2 separate regions of the Zea mays genome follow, and region 1 is linked to region 2. A link is a contact called in public Hi-C data. All regions are on one chromosome and are shown on one strand. The core of a region is the stretch at or near the end of the contact, and the rest is flanking DNA. Distances in the headings are between cores, read along the strand shown. Region 1 holds the start of LOC100381917 (putative protein kinase superfamily protein). Region 2 holds the start of LOC100383391.

What was found. A called contact is a pair of places that touch in the nucleus more often than the background predicts.
Region 1: a Hi-C map of ear shows a contact between it and region 2, with 2.2 times the contacts expected there. The contact joins the promoter of LOC100381917 here to the promoter of LOC100383391 in region 2. A contact is called at or near these places in 2 of 25 Hi-C or Micro-C datasets (bundle sheath and ear).

Annotation. Positions count from the first base shown.
Region 1 is chr7:138,086,646-138,094,080 of Zm-B73-REFERENCE-NAM-5.0, forward strand. It overlaps LOC100381917 (putative protein kinase superfamily protein), which reads left to right and starts at 3,264. Exons shown (of 1, transcript NM_001174694.1): 1 at 3,264-4,936. The coding sequence starts at 3,298. The coding sequence ends at 4,620.
Region 2 is chr7:137,874,507-137,881,967 of Zm-B73-REFERENCE-NAM-5.0, forward strand. LOC100383391 reads left to right here and starts at 1,820. Exons shown (of 6, transcript NM_001176046.1): 1 at 1,820-2,433; 2 at 2,560-3,052; 3 at 3,222-3,265; 4 at 3,347-3,442; 5 at 3,536-4,046; 6 at 4,149-4,387. The coding sequence starts at 1,993. The coding sequence ends at 4,183.

The DNA of each region.
Region 1 (7,435 bases), core at 2,014-4,513, 210 kb after region 2:
ATGTCAGTCAGAGTGCTATTTGCCTTACAAAGGACAAATATTTCATGAGAGGACAAAGCACATTGATATGAAGTATCATTATATCTGGGAAATAGTTGCAGAAGGTAAATTGAGGGTATGCAAGATCAGTACACATTTCAATCTAGCTGACATTAGCTTTGCTGAACTTAGTTGGTATAATTGTTTAGCCCTAGTGTATATGTTGGCATCAACAATTTGTTCCTTCTATTATTGAGAAAGTTGATTACAAGTTATGGCTACAAGATGAAATTTGTTTCAAGGTGGAGATTGTGGAGTTTGTGATCCAAATTTTGTATATGGAGACCGTGTTAGCGAGCGGAGGCCCGTCGCCGGGAGGCTTGGGCCGTACGCCGTTCTATATATATTAGTGACCCTAATTAAGGTTTATTGCACGTCATCTTTTTACTCCTCTTGTAAGCCGCTGTCTACTGACGGTTTTATGTAAACACTTCACATATAATGAAGGTTTCGCCTGACTGGTACCCGCGATTTTTCTCTTCGCATCAAAGGGATTTTCACGTAAATTTGTGTGTCGTATTATGTGATTTATTGGTTGATCATTCTTGCCGTTTATGCTAACAGGAGTAACGCTTATGGCCGTCCCGTTGCATCGCATGATTGGTGACTAATCATATTTTTCTTGTCTTTTGAATTGGACCGATCCCGGAAAAGAATTTCCACATGATTCCCGCTACTGTCCACACGTGTAGAGCGCAACTTGCACTTTCTCGCCTCGAGCTCCACGCCCAATGATCTCTCTCACTCACCCTCTCTTGTTCGATTAAAAAAACTCCAGTAGTACTATCAAAGCAACCGAATAACCGGTCCAGGATACTCCATGATCGTTTCACTCATATTTCCGCAGTTTATTTTAGAGAATCACCTCGCAGAATCAGCACAATATCGCTTCTTAGCAAGAAAAACTGCTTGACAAAGTTTCTCCTAAATTTAGCATGGAAGCCGCTCTGGAAGTTTTGATGAACAGAACATACATCCTTCTTGGTGTGATGCTTTATGATCCAAGCTCAAAATAAAAAGGTCAACCATCCAAGGGTTGTCACAGTCTCTTTTCATCCACACAACGGATATATATATATTCTGGTGGTAATTACTCGATGTGATTATTAAATTGTTCCCCGCGTCCTAAATTATGTAAGCTTATATCTATAACGTCAGATTAGTTTTAAATATAAACTGTTTCTTGATAACATATTTGTTTAAACTTTTTATGTACCTGCGTTAATTATTTTATTTTTATAAAATGAAGTTGTAGTTTAGGACAGAAAAAGGTACTCCCTTCGTTTATTTTTACTAGATGAGTGCCCCGTGCGTTGCAACGGAAACACACAATACCATGATAACTTATATATATAATGTGTCTTATATTGTTATAAGAAAATGTTTCATAATTCATTTGTGATCCTAGTCATATATAAAGTTTGTTATTTTAATTTAACTGTTTCACTACTACATTACAACCATCAGTATCATACAGACTTCGATATATACCATGATTTGCATGGTCTCATCATTGGAGAGCACGTGCCACACCTATCGGTAGAAGTTCCCTCGTACATCGTCAGTCATCAGGCACGCACAACCATACATGTTTGCTTAAATAAAAAGGCAAGTGTGTGCGTTTGCGAAGAGAATTAAAGGCAGGCCAGCACAAAAGCTACCTCGGCGATGGCAAGTGATCATTGTTGTCGGTCCTCCTCTGCGTCATCTCTGTCGCTAAGATGACGTCACAATCTTTGATATAGTAGTCGTCGAACGCGCGTGACATGGCGAGTACCGATGACTTTTGGCTGGGCTGCTAAACGAAGTGCACCCCGGGCTCATCAGCGAGGTAGTATACCTAGTCGTTGCACCTCCAGATGTGCTACTCCTCTACATACATCTTGTTCGAGGACACTCACACAACATCAACAACAACCGTCGTCCCAGCGCACAAGAATTTATGGCCGGTCAGTAGCGACTTACGTGGCCGGTTGAGCTTCAGGTGGATGATGAGCTAGATGGCGTGACGGCGCCGTCGTCGGATGCGGTGCCCAGAACAACCCGAGAGTCGCCGGCGTTGGCAACGACTATGAGGTCCCTCGTTTGAATATGGACAGCGGTGTAGCCGCTCTGGACCGCGTCCAAGCGACGGCTGCGCCGGAGCTTGCCGAACATAGCGACGCATGCGGCCAAGTAGGACTGCTTCCAGAGGTCGAATTGGCAGTTGCCAAGCTTCTTCTCATCGTCGATGAGCGACGCCAACACGAGCGCCTCCTGCCAGTGGTGTTTGTTCGGGGTTTCCAAGTAAGAAACATGGATTCATCTTTGGCGTTAGTTTATAAAAATAACTCACAAGTCAGATCCATGGATAAAATATTACGGAGAATAAATGTCACACATATAAAAAAGGAATTTAAGTTGAAAACTTATTCAAACAAAAGAAGTTGCATGCAAGACTCTTCTTTAAATACTACTCTCTCCATCCAAAAATATAATTCGGGAATCTCGTTGATAATTACCTACTAATACACATTGTGTAAGGGTAGCAGGTGGGCTTTGGGAGAGATGTAGTAGATATTTTTACTGTAACAAATATTAACATAAACACACATGTGGTGTAGTGGTAGCTACGAGCACATTTACTTGAGAGGTCGCGGGTTCGAATCCCATTAGGGCCACATTTGTGTTTTTTTAATTTAATTTTAGCTAGGCGTGGGATGCACGTGGGAATGGGAATGAGCTTTGCGGGGAGAGGAAACGAGAAAGACAGTGCGGGGAGGGACACAATTGGGAATGGGAAACGGGTCATGACACAGTTGGGAATGGGAATGAAAACACACAGGGCGCATGGGAATGGGAATGAAAACACACAAGAGTTCGGAATGGGAATGGCAGAACCAGGAATGAGGCAGCCTACCCCTTAGAGTCTTAATAGGTAGTATAGATATAGATTACAAAACCAAACTAAGTGGCGGAAATAAATAAAAATGCTTTGGATAAAACTGGTGAGCTGATGGAAAGAAAGAAACGCCAAATCCGTGCCGGAAGCAACCATATAATTCTGCTCAAAGTGGCATTGTGGCAACGCCACTTGATTTGTTTTCTTTTGCAGGGAAGACGAGATAAGACAAGCGAACCAGTTAAGCTGCCACCTTATGACGAGCCGGCCCCTACTCGCTTCTCTTTCTTTATATCGCCACGGCGCTCCAAGTCCCCGCCCGCCCTTGGCAACAAGCGCGACACGCCACGACACGGCCCGCGCGATCACGCACGCTCATGCCACTGGCGCCACTCATGGAGATCGACCTGCACGCCGTGCGCGCGGTGCGCGTGCTGGGCCGCGGCGCCATGGGCACGGTCTTCCTCGCCGTGAACGGCGCCGGCGGGGAGGCCTACGCGCTCAAGGTCTTCGACAAGCGCTCCCCCGCGGTAGCGTCCAGGCCGTCCGCGGGCACCGACGCGGCGCGGCGCGCGCGGTGGGAGGTGTCCGTGCTGTCCAGGCTCGCGCACCCGCACCTGCCGTCCCTGCTCGGCTGCGCCGAGACGCCCGACCTGCTGGCGTGGGCACTGCCCTACTGCCCCGGCGGGGACCTGAACGAGCTCCGCCACGCGCAGCCCGACCGCGTGTTCTCCCCCGCGGCCATCCGGTTCTACGTCGCCGAGGTGGTGTCCGCGCTCGCCGAGCTCCACGCCGCCGGGATCGCGTACCGCGACCTCAAGCCCGAGAACGTGCTCCTCCGCGCCGACGGCCACGTCACGCTGACCGACTTCGACCTCTCGCGGCAGCTCCCGCCCAGGTCCCCCTCCGCCGCATCCACGTCCACCTCCTCGTCGTGCTCGGCGACATCGTCTCCGCCGCCACAGGCCCAGAGCCACGGCCGGAGCCAGCACCGCCACGTGAAGAACATCTTCAAGAGAAGCGAGTCCGCGGTGACCGCGTCAACCTCCGGACAGGAGGAACCGCGCAACCTCGCCTGGTACCTGAGCAAAAGAATCGACGGCGGCGCCGACCAGATCAAGAAGGCGAAGTCGGCCAGGGTGTCGCCGATGGACCGCGGCAAGAAGCTCTCGAGCTTCTGCTCCGCCGCAGCAGCGGGGGAGCGGTCGTTCTCGTTCGTGGGCACCGAGGAGTACGTTGCGCCGGAGGTGGTGCGCGGCGACGGGCACGAGTTCGCGGTCGACTGGTGGGCGCTCGGGGTGCTCGTCTACGAGATGTCCCACGGGCGGACGCCGTTCCGGGGCCGGGGCCGGAAGGAGACGTTCCGGAACGTGCTGCTCCGGGAGCCGGAGTTCACGGCGGACGCGCGGCGGCGGTGGCCGGAGCTGACGGACCTCATCGCGAGGCTGCTGGAGAAGGACCCTGCGCGGAGGCTGGGTTTCGCCGGCGGCGCCGACGAGGTCCGGGCGCACCCGTTCTTCGCCGGGGTGGCGTGGGACCTGCTCGGGGAGGTGTCCCGGCCGCCCTACATTCCCGCGCCGGCCGATGACACTGTCTCCTGCGAGGGATTCAGCGTGGTGGAGTACTTCGATAGGCTTCACCAGCCTCCGCTGTCGCCAGCGGAGTACTCGCCCGAGGAAGAGCTCTTGCCGGAGTTCTGACACTGGTTGTGCCGTCGCCGGCGGAGCACTCGCCCGAGGAAGAGCTCTTGCCGGAGTTCTGACGTCGGTTGTTCCGTTGTTGTCGCTCGAGATTTGTGCTCCCTGTTGTTTTCGTTCTGCGCCCTCTAAGATCGATCACTATGTGTGAACAGAGAGGGGCTTTTGTTAGTTAACCAAGATACAGTCGATGATTCGACACTCGACAGATGAGACTTGTGGTTTCAAGTCTCTCGTCAGTTTTTACTGTATACTGTAACCGTAACTGAACTACTGAAGGTGTCAGGCACTGATGCACGAATATGAATTCCTTGTGCATACCATGCATGTATGTCTGCATATGATTTCGTACTGACGAATTATGCCACAGATTAACACACACAATTAGCATGAAAGATCCGAGGTGACATGGACTGAAACTTTATTCGGGAACCAAACATGCCCCTGAACTGCAGTTGGTCCTAGACTCCTTAGTACGGTTACATGTTCAGAAAGGAAAGAGCATCAGTCCTAGACTCCTTAGTACGGTTACATGCCCCTGAACTGAATCTTTAGTACGGTTACATGTTTAGATTCATCGAAAAAAAAACAATGTATATGATACCAAAACGTATTTATAGTTTGGAACCGAGAGAGTACTGTACTAATAAACTCTGTTGGACCACGAATTCACTCCCATCTCTGAATCTTGGAATTCGCTTCCATCTCTGAATCTTGGGATTCACCTCCATCTCTGAATCTTGGACCATGTACGAACGCGTACGTACGCCACTCCTCTACATTTGTACGTGCTCAATTCATCCGTAGATGTTGAGCTGCCGGCTGCCTCCATGCTTTTAGTGGGTGTATGCAGTACGCGCGCACAATGCAGGTCGATGCATGTGTCTTCCTGAGCGATGGCTAACGTAACTGATGGCTAGCTGTTTCGCATCAGAACTTGAGTAGGTCTGCTTGCCACTTCTTCATTTCTGTCCCAAATTCGAGATACTTGATACTTCAATGCAAGTACTCCCTCTGTTCCAAATTAAATTCATTTTAGATAATTAATGAAATCATACAATATTTGATGCATGTGTTTTATATATGTGTCTATGTTCATATTCGTCCATTTGCATTGAGTATAGACATAAAAACTAAGAGCTAAAACGACTACTACTATTTTGGAACGGGGGAGTATATGACTCATACAATATGTATTTCAGGTGCTATATATCGTAAAGAAGCCTTATTGTGCTTCAGTTGAAGCATATGACTCATTTGCTGAGTTGAAATAACGGTGAAAACAGAAGTTTGACTCCATCGGGAAATTTATACCTGAACTGTTCTATACTACCTCTGTATATGCATGGTTTCTGAGGACCAAGAACACTGAGCGCGCGCGCACAGCTAGCATATCTGATCTGAAAACGCTGGCGACAAAGATCGCCAGCATCAGACAATAATGGGGATAAACTAGGCGATCTACTCTGAGCTTGTCCAAGCGTTGCGCCATCGACGAAGGTTTACGTACTAAATTGCTTCGCGTTGGCGCCTAGCGACCGACCAGCACTTCAGTTGGAGAAGAGAGTTTTTATGTCATGCTGTAATGTAATGAATAGGCACTCACAACTCACAGTCACAGCACAGGCCGCCTAGCTAGTTTTATGTCAACTGGTTCGGCGTCAGAGTCGACAAGACAACTAGTAAAACCGATGACAACGTCGCTTTTAGCCACGTACGTACTAATCTACAAGCCACACGATTGGGGGATCGGGGAGGGGTTTGATGTAGAGTGCTCGTGGATGGGCAGACATTGGGGGCAGAGCTTGCTTTCATGCTTGCCGAACTTGATGTGCGTTTTCTGCATATAAATATATATACACTCACGGTCACGGGACAGCAGCAGGTAATTTAGACTCCCTAGTCCCTCCGTCATGAGAAGAACGAGATGTTAGCATAGCCATTGAGTTAAATCATTTTAAGTTCTACCAAGTTTATATAAATAGTTACATTCATGATAGCAAATAAATGTCTTCAGATCCATTGTAAAATATGTTCCCCCCCCCCCCCCCCCCCCCCCCTATTTTGCGTCATAAATATTTGTAATCTTTTTCCCCTGTAATTCCGGTAAGCTTTTAAATGGTTTGAGTACCGATAGAGAGCTAGAATTCTATTCATTCTAGGAGTATTGGGGGGCGCGGCCGGTATTTTCTAATGAGCTTTCTTCGTTTTACAGCATGCATCGCAATGGCTATGAACAGGAGCGCAGTTGTATGATCAATCATGTACCATTGGGTGTATCGCCGTATCGGTACTTGTGCTGCATGCTCAGGCCCCTGCTGCTGCCTTTGTTGTATGCGTGTGTCATGAGTCAAATGACTCATGACCTCCATGCAGATGTCCATAATTCCACATACATATACGTACTCATTCGCCCAGGCGCCGGTAGCCCCAGCAGCGCGGCGCGGCATGCAATGCACGAATATGCATGGCTAGGCGTGCAGGGTGGTCGAGAGGGCAGACAAGGGGCACTGACTGCCTGCACGTACGTACGTACGTAATCCCCACACATGCATGCGCGCACGTCGTGGCGCACGAGAGATGCCGGGCGCGGCAGCTGGTTTTGTCCGGCACGACAGGAGCACCGGATTCGGTGGAATGAAGGCGTGGCCCCTGCCCTGGACCTGGACTCACTGCACCATGCATGCAGATGCAGTCTATGCAGATGCAGATGCGGCGGCGCTTATACCCCTGCTTGTTGGCACGCACTTATGGGTGATAGATCAACGCCGATAGATCGCGATCACGTCGCAACTGACAGCTAGCTCCGACGACCCGT
Region 2 (7,461 bases), core at 570-3,069:
AGGCGGGAATATTTGGTACCATGAAAATGGGCGCAAGAGAGTTGGGAACTTTCTTGCAGTATACTAATGCATGGCGTTGGATCCTCACAAGTGTCGAGCACCAAGGAGAAGGAGCGATGGATCATCCGAAAGAGAACCAGCGGAGGCCAGGCCTCATTCAGCATTTTGACGTCATGCAGTAGGCAAGCAACCATGTTGGCTGGCCAGATGGAAACAACCTGCAGCTCGCGGCGTGTCGCGTGTGCATGCGCCTGCTGCCACAAGTTAATTACGGATTGCCGGACAAAGTCAGGCCTGCCTGTAACGTACACCGAAGCGTCGATGACATTTCCATGTCAGTATCTGTGTGCCGTGACGCGACACGACTCTTGCTTGGTGGCGCGGCGCCTGACGGCATGCATGTGCAAGTGCAACAAGAATACCTGAGCCACGCAACTGGAAAAAACACGCTCGATCGCAAGTCGCAAGCAACCCAGGTGTAACGCAAGACTGACTGCCCCCCAGCGGCAACGACCAAGAAACATACTGATGTCCCGGGCCATGCAACGAGTTCGTCGTCGCGCCCCAGGGCATGGGTCTTGACATCGGCCAGGCCATCGTGTCAAGCCCGTTGGAACAGGCAGAGAATGCACATGCACCTGTTCGACCAGACCGGGTCCGGGCCGGGCCGCACATGCATGACGCACCGCATCAAAACGAAACCTTGCATGTTCCACCGCCCCGCCGCGCCCGTCGGTCCACGAACAGCACGACGCCGCCCCGCCACGTCGTCGCGTGCGTTGGATAGTATGGCGCGCGTCGTCCCGTCCGTGGAAAAAAGTACGTGTCCGGGTCGGGGAAATGCCGGCCGTCGGCCGACCTGTCGCGGCGGCCTGCAGGTGCAGGTGAAGGCTTGTCGCTGTGAGGCCGCGCGCGGGCAGGTCGCCCCGTGCACCAACCGCTGCCGCCTCTTCAGTCCGGCAAGGGCTGGATCAGGCGGGGGCGCCAGGCGAGGGAGGCCATGCGATGCGAGCGGATATGCGTCATTGCGTCGGCATCGACGGGCCGACCGCATGTCTTATCCGGTTTCTGGGCCAGGGACCGTGCTTATCTGGACGCCAACTTGGCACCGCGCCGCTCTCGCTAACATATTATCCGGTGCCTGGTGCCCGATGAGAAAAAACAGAGAGATCAGATCATGCATAATTGCAAATAGAGTCTGACCTCAGTTGGGTACTAACTCCGTTCTCAAATATTTGTAGTCCGCTAGTTCATTTTCGAACTAAACCGTCACAAATAAAAAAGAGCAGAGAGAATATTACTTAGAGGGTGTTTGAATGAAATATAGCTAATAATTAGCTGCTAAATTTTGATAGATACATCTAAAAATCCTAGCTAATAGATCAGCTATTAGTTATTTTTTAGTAAATTAGTTAATAGTTAGCTAGCTAATTCCACTAGCAATTTTTTAGCCAACTAAGGTCTAGTTTGAAACCTCTAAAATTAATAGTTAGCTATTAAAAATTAGTTATTGGATTCTAAACACTATCAGCTAATTGTTAGCTACTTCACACCAAAAAATTAGTTCATTAGCTGACTTAACCATATAATAATTTATTAGCTAGCTAACTATTAGCTCTATAAAATCTAAACAGGGTCTAGCTATTAGCTACGGTGCATTCAAACACTATCTTAATATCTGACATGGCACGTCGATGACGCGTCAGGGTTGGAACGTTCCACTGGGACGCTTGCACGGTTGGACCTGCATCTGAGTTTTTTTTAGAAACTTCTCGGGTATATATAGCCATTGTGCCTACGTGTACATGCACGGGATGAACGCAACTCACTGCCGTGTAGTATTACTTTTCGTTATTACCGTGGCAGCCGTGTTTGTGTGTTCTCCCAGTTTCCCGCGCCTATAGAAGCAGCCAGCAAACCTCACTCCTCAAGACCTCAACAAAGCAAGCAATCGAACGGGCACGGCTGGTTTCCGACGAGTTCTGTCGTGCCATGGATCCGCGACGCGCATGCTGGGAGAGCTCGACGGAGGACGTGACGAGGCCGCTGCTGCCCGTGCACGACGACAGGCCTGCGGGACGCTGCTCTTGCTCCGGGCTCGGGTCCCTGCTCACCACCAACAAGTACCTGGCCGTCGCGTCGGGCCCGCTGGCGTGCGCGGTGATCTGCGCGCTGGGAGACTTCGGCGGCCACCCGGCGGCGCGCAACATGCTCGGGGTGCTGGCGTGGGTGTTCCTGTGGTGGATCACGGACGCCGTGCCGCTCGGCGTCGCGTCCATGGCGCCGCTGTTCCTCTTCCCCGCGTTCGGCGTATCCTCCGCCGACGCCGTCGCCAAGGCCTACATGGACGACGTCATCTCCCTCGTCCTCGGGAGCTTCATCCTCGCGCTCGCCATCGAGCACTACGGCATCCACCGCCGCCTTGCCCTCAACGTACGTATGTTACGTGCCCGCGCACGCGCCGCCACCGAAGTTTCGAACGCGGCCAAAAACACAAAAGGCACAAGAAAACAAAACAAAAAGACTAACGTTGTGTAGCTCGTTCCGACGCGAACGCAGATCACGTCCCTGTTCTGCGGTGACCCGGTGAAGCCGCACCTGCTGCTCCTCGGCATCTGCGGCACGACCGTGTTCATCAGCATGTGGATCCACAACACGCCGTGCACCGTCATGATGATCCAGGTGGCGACGGGGATCCTGCAGCGGTTCCCGCGCGACCAGCAGCTGGAGGGCGGGGCCGACGCCCGGGAGCTCCAGCGGTTCTCCAAGGCGCTGGTGCTCGGCATCATGTACGCGTCCACCATCGGCGGGATGGCCACGCTGACGGGCACGGGCGCCAACATCATCCTGGTGGGGATGTGGTCCACCTACTTCCCGGAGCAGCGCCCCATCACCTTCAGCTCCTGGATGTGCTTCGGCCTCCCCATGACGCTCGTCCTGTTCGCGGCGCTCTGGGTCACGCTCTGCCTCAGGTACTGCACCAAGAACACGGGGAGGGTGCTCTCCGCTTACCTCGACAGGAATGACCTCAGAAGAGAGCTCAGCTTGATGGGTAGGTTTCTTTTTTTCCCTCCTTCTGGCGGCGGTCTCTGGAATATTAGAAAATGAACTTCACAATGGCATGAAAGTGCTTCCTTTGACAGTTATTCTGAAGCACAAACGTCTAGTGCTGGTCGTTTATTTCAGTTCTCTGATGGGGTCTCCATCTTGATTTGTGACAGGTCCAATGGCGTTTGCAGAGAAGATGGTTTTGGCCGTTTTCGGGGTAGGTCGCGCTCGTGGTTTCTGTGGCAGTTCAGGTTTTGGATAGCATGAGTCTCAAACGATCACTGGCCAATTCTTGCAGGCTCTCATCGTCCTATGGATGACCAGGAGCCTGACGGACGACATCCCTGGGTGGGCGGTCCTCTTCGACGGCAGAGTCGGGGACGGAACCGTCACTGTAAGTACACAAAAACCCGCACCCTCGGTCCTCGGACCATTTCTCAGCGACGATTCGCCGCGTGGGCCTCACGGGACAGCATTCTATACCTAGATCATGATGACGACGCTGCTGTTCATCATCCCGAGCGGCAAGAGCGGCGGCGAGAAGCTCATGGACTGGGGCAAGTGCCGGAAGCTGCAGTGGCACATCATCCTGCTCCTGGGCGCGGGCTTCGCCATCGCCGACGGGTTCAGGTCGAGCGGCCTCACGGACATCCTCTCCTCGGGGCTGGGTTTCCTGAAGGGCGCGCCGGCGCTGGCCATCGCGCCCGTGGCCTGCGTCTTCAGCGGCCTCATCACGGAGTTCACCTCCGACGACGCCACCACCACGCTGGTGCTGCCGCTGCTCGCCGAGCTGGGCAAGTCCATCGGCGTGCACCCGCTGCTTCTCATGGTCCCCGGCACCGTCGGCGCGCAGCTGTCGTTCCTGCTGCCCACCGCGACGCCGGGGAACGTCGTCGGGTTCGGCACCGGGTACATCACCATCAGGGACATGGTGGTCACTGGCATGCCAATCAAACTCGTCGGCGTTGCAGCTCTCACGATACTACTGCCAACTCTAGGTAAAGTACATAAAACCTGCAAATTCCTGCACTGCGCGATCATAGCAGACTCGGTCGGTAGAGAAGCTTTGTTGCTGATTTCTTATCTTCTGTGTTATGCAGGTTCTCTGGTTTTTGGCATGGATTCGAAAATGTAGGAACTTGGACGTTAGTCTAGTAGCAGTTGTAGAACGTTCAGGCTGTACAGTTTGTCAAATTCGTTGCCTCAGGAAGAAAATGAGGTTGTATTGTGTTGATCGTATTCCTTGCTTCAGGTCCGAGTTAGAAGAGAGATTTGTACGCAAATGATTTCATATGTAAACATGAGATTTATAGCTTATCTCCCTGACCTGCATTGCCGTACATTCCAAACCATGCCTTTTTTCAATTGGAACCTTTCCGTCTCAGCTTTGATTATTCAGAAATAGCATGAACGTTATCCTGCTTAACAAGTTAACAGTCAGCAGAGTAATCTTATCCATTTGCCAAGTGAAGTCCACATACAAAGCTGACGACCGTACAGAGAGTACTCTTGTGTTCTGCCGTCTTCAAGATATGCACACAGCACACGTGAGGGGATAAAACACTACACCATTAGATCTGATTAGGTTGGGTTATGGCTATAAAAAAAGTTGTTGATGTCCACGGCAATAAGTTGTTAAAAAGCTAAAAATCATTTGATGAAAACCACTTAAAGCCGCTGAAAATTCTTCTATTTATATTTTCACAGTTTTCATCCAAAATCCACTAAAAACTGGTTCAGATGTGCTTTTAATTTTGCACTGCGAGAAAGTCGGCTTTTAAAAAAAACTACTTACTGGATCTATTCCTTTGGTTTAGCTTTAGGTTTTTAGAGGGCAAAAACCAAAGCCAAAAGTCAAACCAAACGCATCCTTAGTGTGTTAACACCGCGCGCAGCATCTATGCCATTTTTATGCCTACAACCCTAGGAAAAGCGGTGGCGACACCTTGCATGATCTTATCTAGCACGTCAGTCCCTTCTTAAGACCCTTACTAACATGCTTTTTTACTCTAAAGGCCTATTAGTATTCTCATAAATTATGATTACTTTTTAGGCATATGTTAACAAATATGGTTGTTGAACTATCAGAAATTGGGGCGTATATCATCTTTTTCTAAGGTTGGGCATTTAAATTCTCCGTCACACCTTGACATGCCTATGAAAATTTTGGCACACTTTTATAAGTAATTGACGAGTGGGACTAATATGGTAGAAGAAAAATCTTGTCCGAACTGTGGCTATACAAACCAAATACTTGACTAAGTCGGTCAAACCAGATTAACTTTAGAGGTGATAAATTATGAGAAGTGAGGTAACAAACTAAGGGACAAAATATATGACAATTTCTGGCAGTTTAGATATGTAACAAAACATGTCCTAACTCCTATGTTGCGCTGCCAGAGCCCCCGGCCCATGCCGATCGATCGGCGCTCTGCCTTGTGCCATTCGCTCGCATAATCTCCGGGCCGCCGGTCGCGCGAACGGAGCTATTGTTCTGGTGGGCCGGTGCGGTGCTTTCTGTTCCGATCCATCCTCTGCACCTGCACGCCGCCGACGACGGTGAAAGCACGCGCTGCCTCAGCGTGGAGGCAAGGCAAGGCACACACGGAACGATCGGTATTCCCGGCGACGCAGAACATGCATGCATGAATCGGCGGTCCTGAATCCTGATGACGGTCTCCGTCTAGATCGGGTGTCCTGCCTGCGCGTGACTGGCTTCGGTACGCAGAACATGCATGCGGGATTTGTTATGCAGGATTAACTCGATAATTGGCTTGTAACGGGTCTAAATCTCCTCTTTATACGGTCGATTAAAACCCAAAATTGATCAATCAATCAATATAAATTTAGTTCTTTATATTTTATCCTAAGAGTAGACACTAAATTAGATCCCTCTTTCTAAATTTTATCTCTCTCTCTGGGTCTAGTTGATTAGAGGCGTCGGGTATCTTGGGTGGCTTGCCGATTCTAAGACAAAGCCTGAATCTCTCTCTCCAATGGGGTCCCTCCCGGGAGCGAGATTCAGACGCCGTCGATGAACTCCGTTGTCTCTCCACACGCGCGGACCATCCGACTCATTAGGCAGGAACCTAGCCCCCTGCGCCAGGTCGCGGACCGTCCGCATCTCCACAAAGAGCACTGCCATCGATTCTCATCGCAGTGATTGACGTCCAAATCGGCCGCCAACAACGAGTTGTACTTATTGGGGGGCTGGTTTGGTCTTTTTGTAGAAGACCTTATGCTGACCCTAAGGTGCTGGACACACCGACCTCATGAGGATGGGTACAACCAACCCAGTAGTGGAGAAATTGGAGCTGCCGACCACAACCACAGTTAAGCAGTCCACAAGCAGTCCGATCAAGCCGATCCCTCGTAGGGATAGCAATTTTACCCGTGAGTTTGGATATCTGTCGGATATCCGACCCATCGGGTACGGGTTCGGGCACGAAATTTGACCCACGGGTCTTACCCGTACCCGACCCGATTTTAATACGGGTTGGATACGGATTTGATTCCTTACCTGCGGGTACCCGACGGATATCCGAAAATAGTGATTTTAGATTTTCAACCTACCAGTACGCTAGCTAGCCGTCCATCCTCGACAGCTCATCCTATTGCCATCCCTCCCTGTCTGCTGATGCTTTTGATCTGGTTCTAGTACTAGTGCCAGTATGTTTGATAAAGAGCCAGTACGTAGTATCAGTGCTATCTAGTATATGTACTTGAGCTAGGAGAGTGTTAATACACCAGACGATTGTGCTAGCTACTCTCCAATCTTGACGACTTTGAAAGTTTATTAACAAAATAAACATTAGCAACACATGTTCAGAGCTATATCTGCACGACTGCACTGTGCAACAACATTATGTGGCTCTGGTGATCATGGCGATGTGCGACACTAAGAACTGCACTAGACTTTATTTAGGGAGAATGCACCAAGCTGGTATACCCGACGGTTACCCGATATCCGCCCGATACCCGATGGGTACGGACACGGGTACAAAATTTTACCCATGAGTATAATCATGGGCGGATATAGATAATCCCCACGGGTATAGTCGCAGGCGAGTATTTACTCTATCCAATTCGAATCCGACCCATTGTCATCCCTAATCCCTCGTATATCCCCCTGTCGTTGGAGCCTCTAAAGATACGATAGTTAGATGAAGAAAACAAACCGTATAATCGGACAAAATGTTATTCTAAAAAAACCATCTATTATAAGCCTATGTAGTTTCTAGGTGTAATAGACAAACTGCTCTACTAGTTTGTAGCGCGTTGAGAATTGGGATGGCCCCTGTAATCTCATGGTGGTTGTCCCTTTATTAGTAGGAGTATATATATATATATATATATATATATATATATATATATATATATATATATATATATATATATATATATATATATATA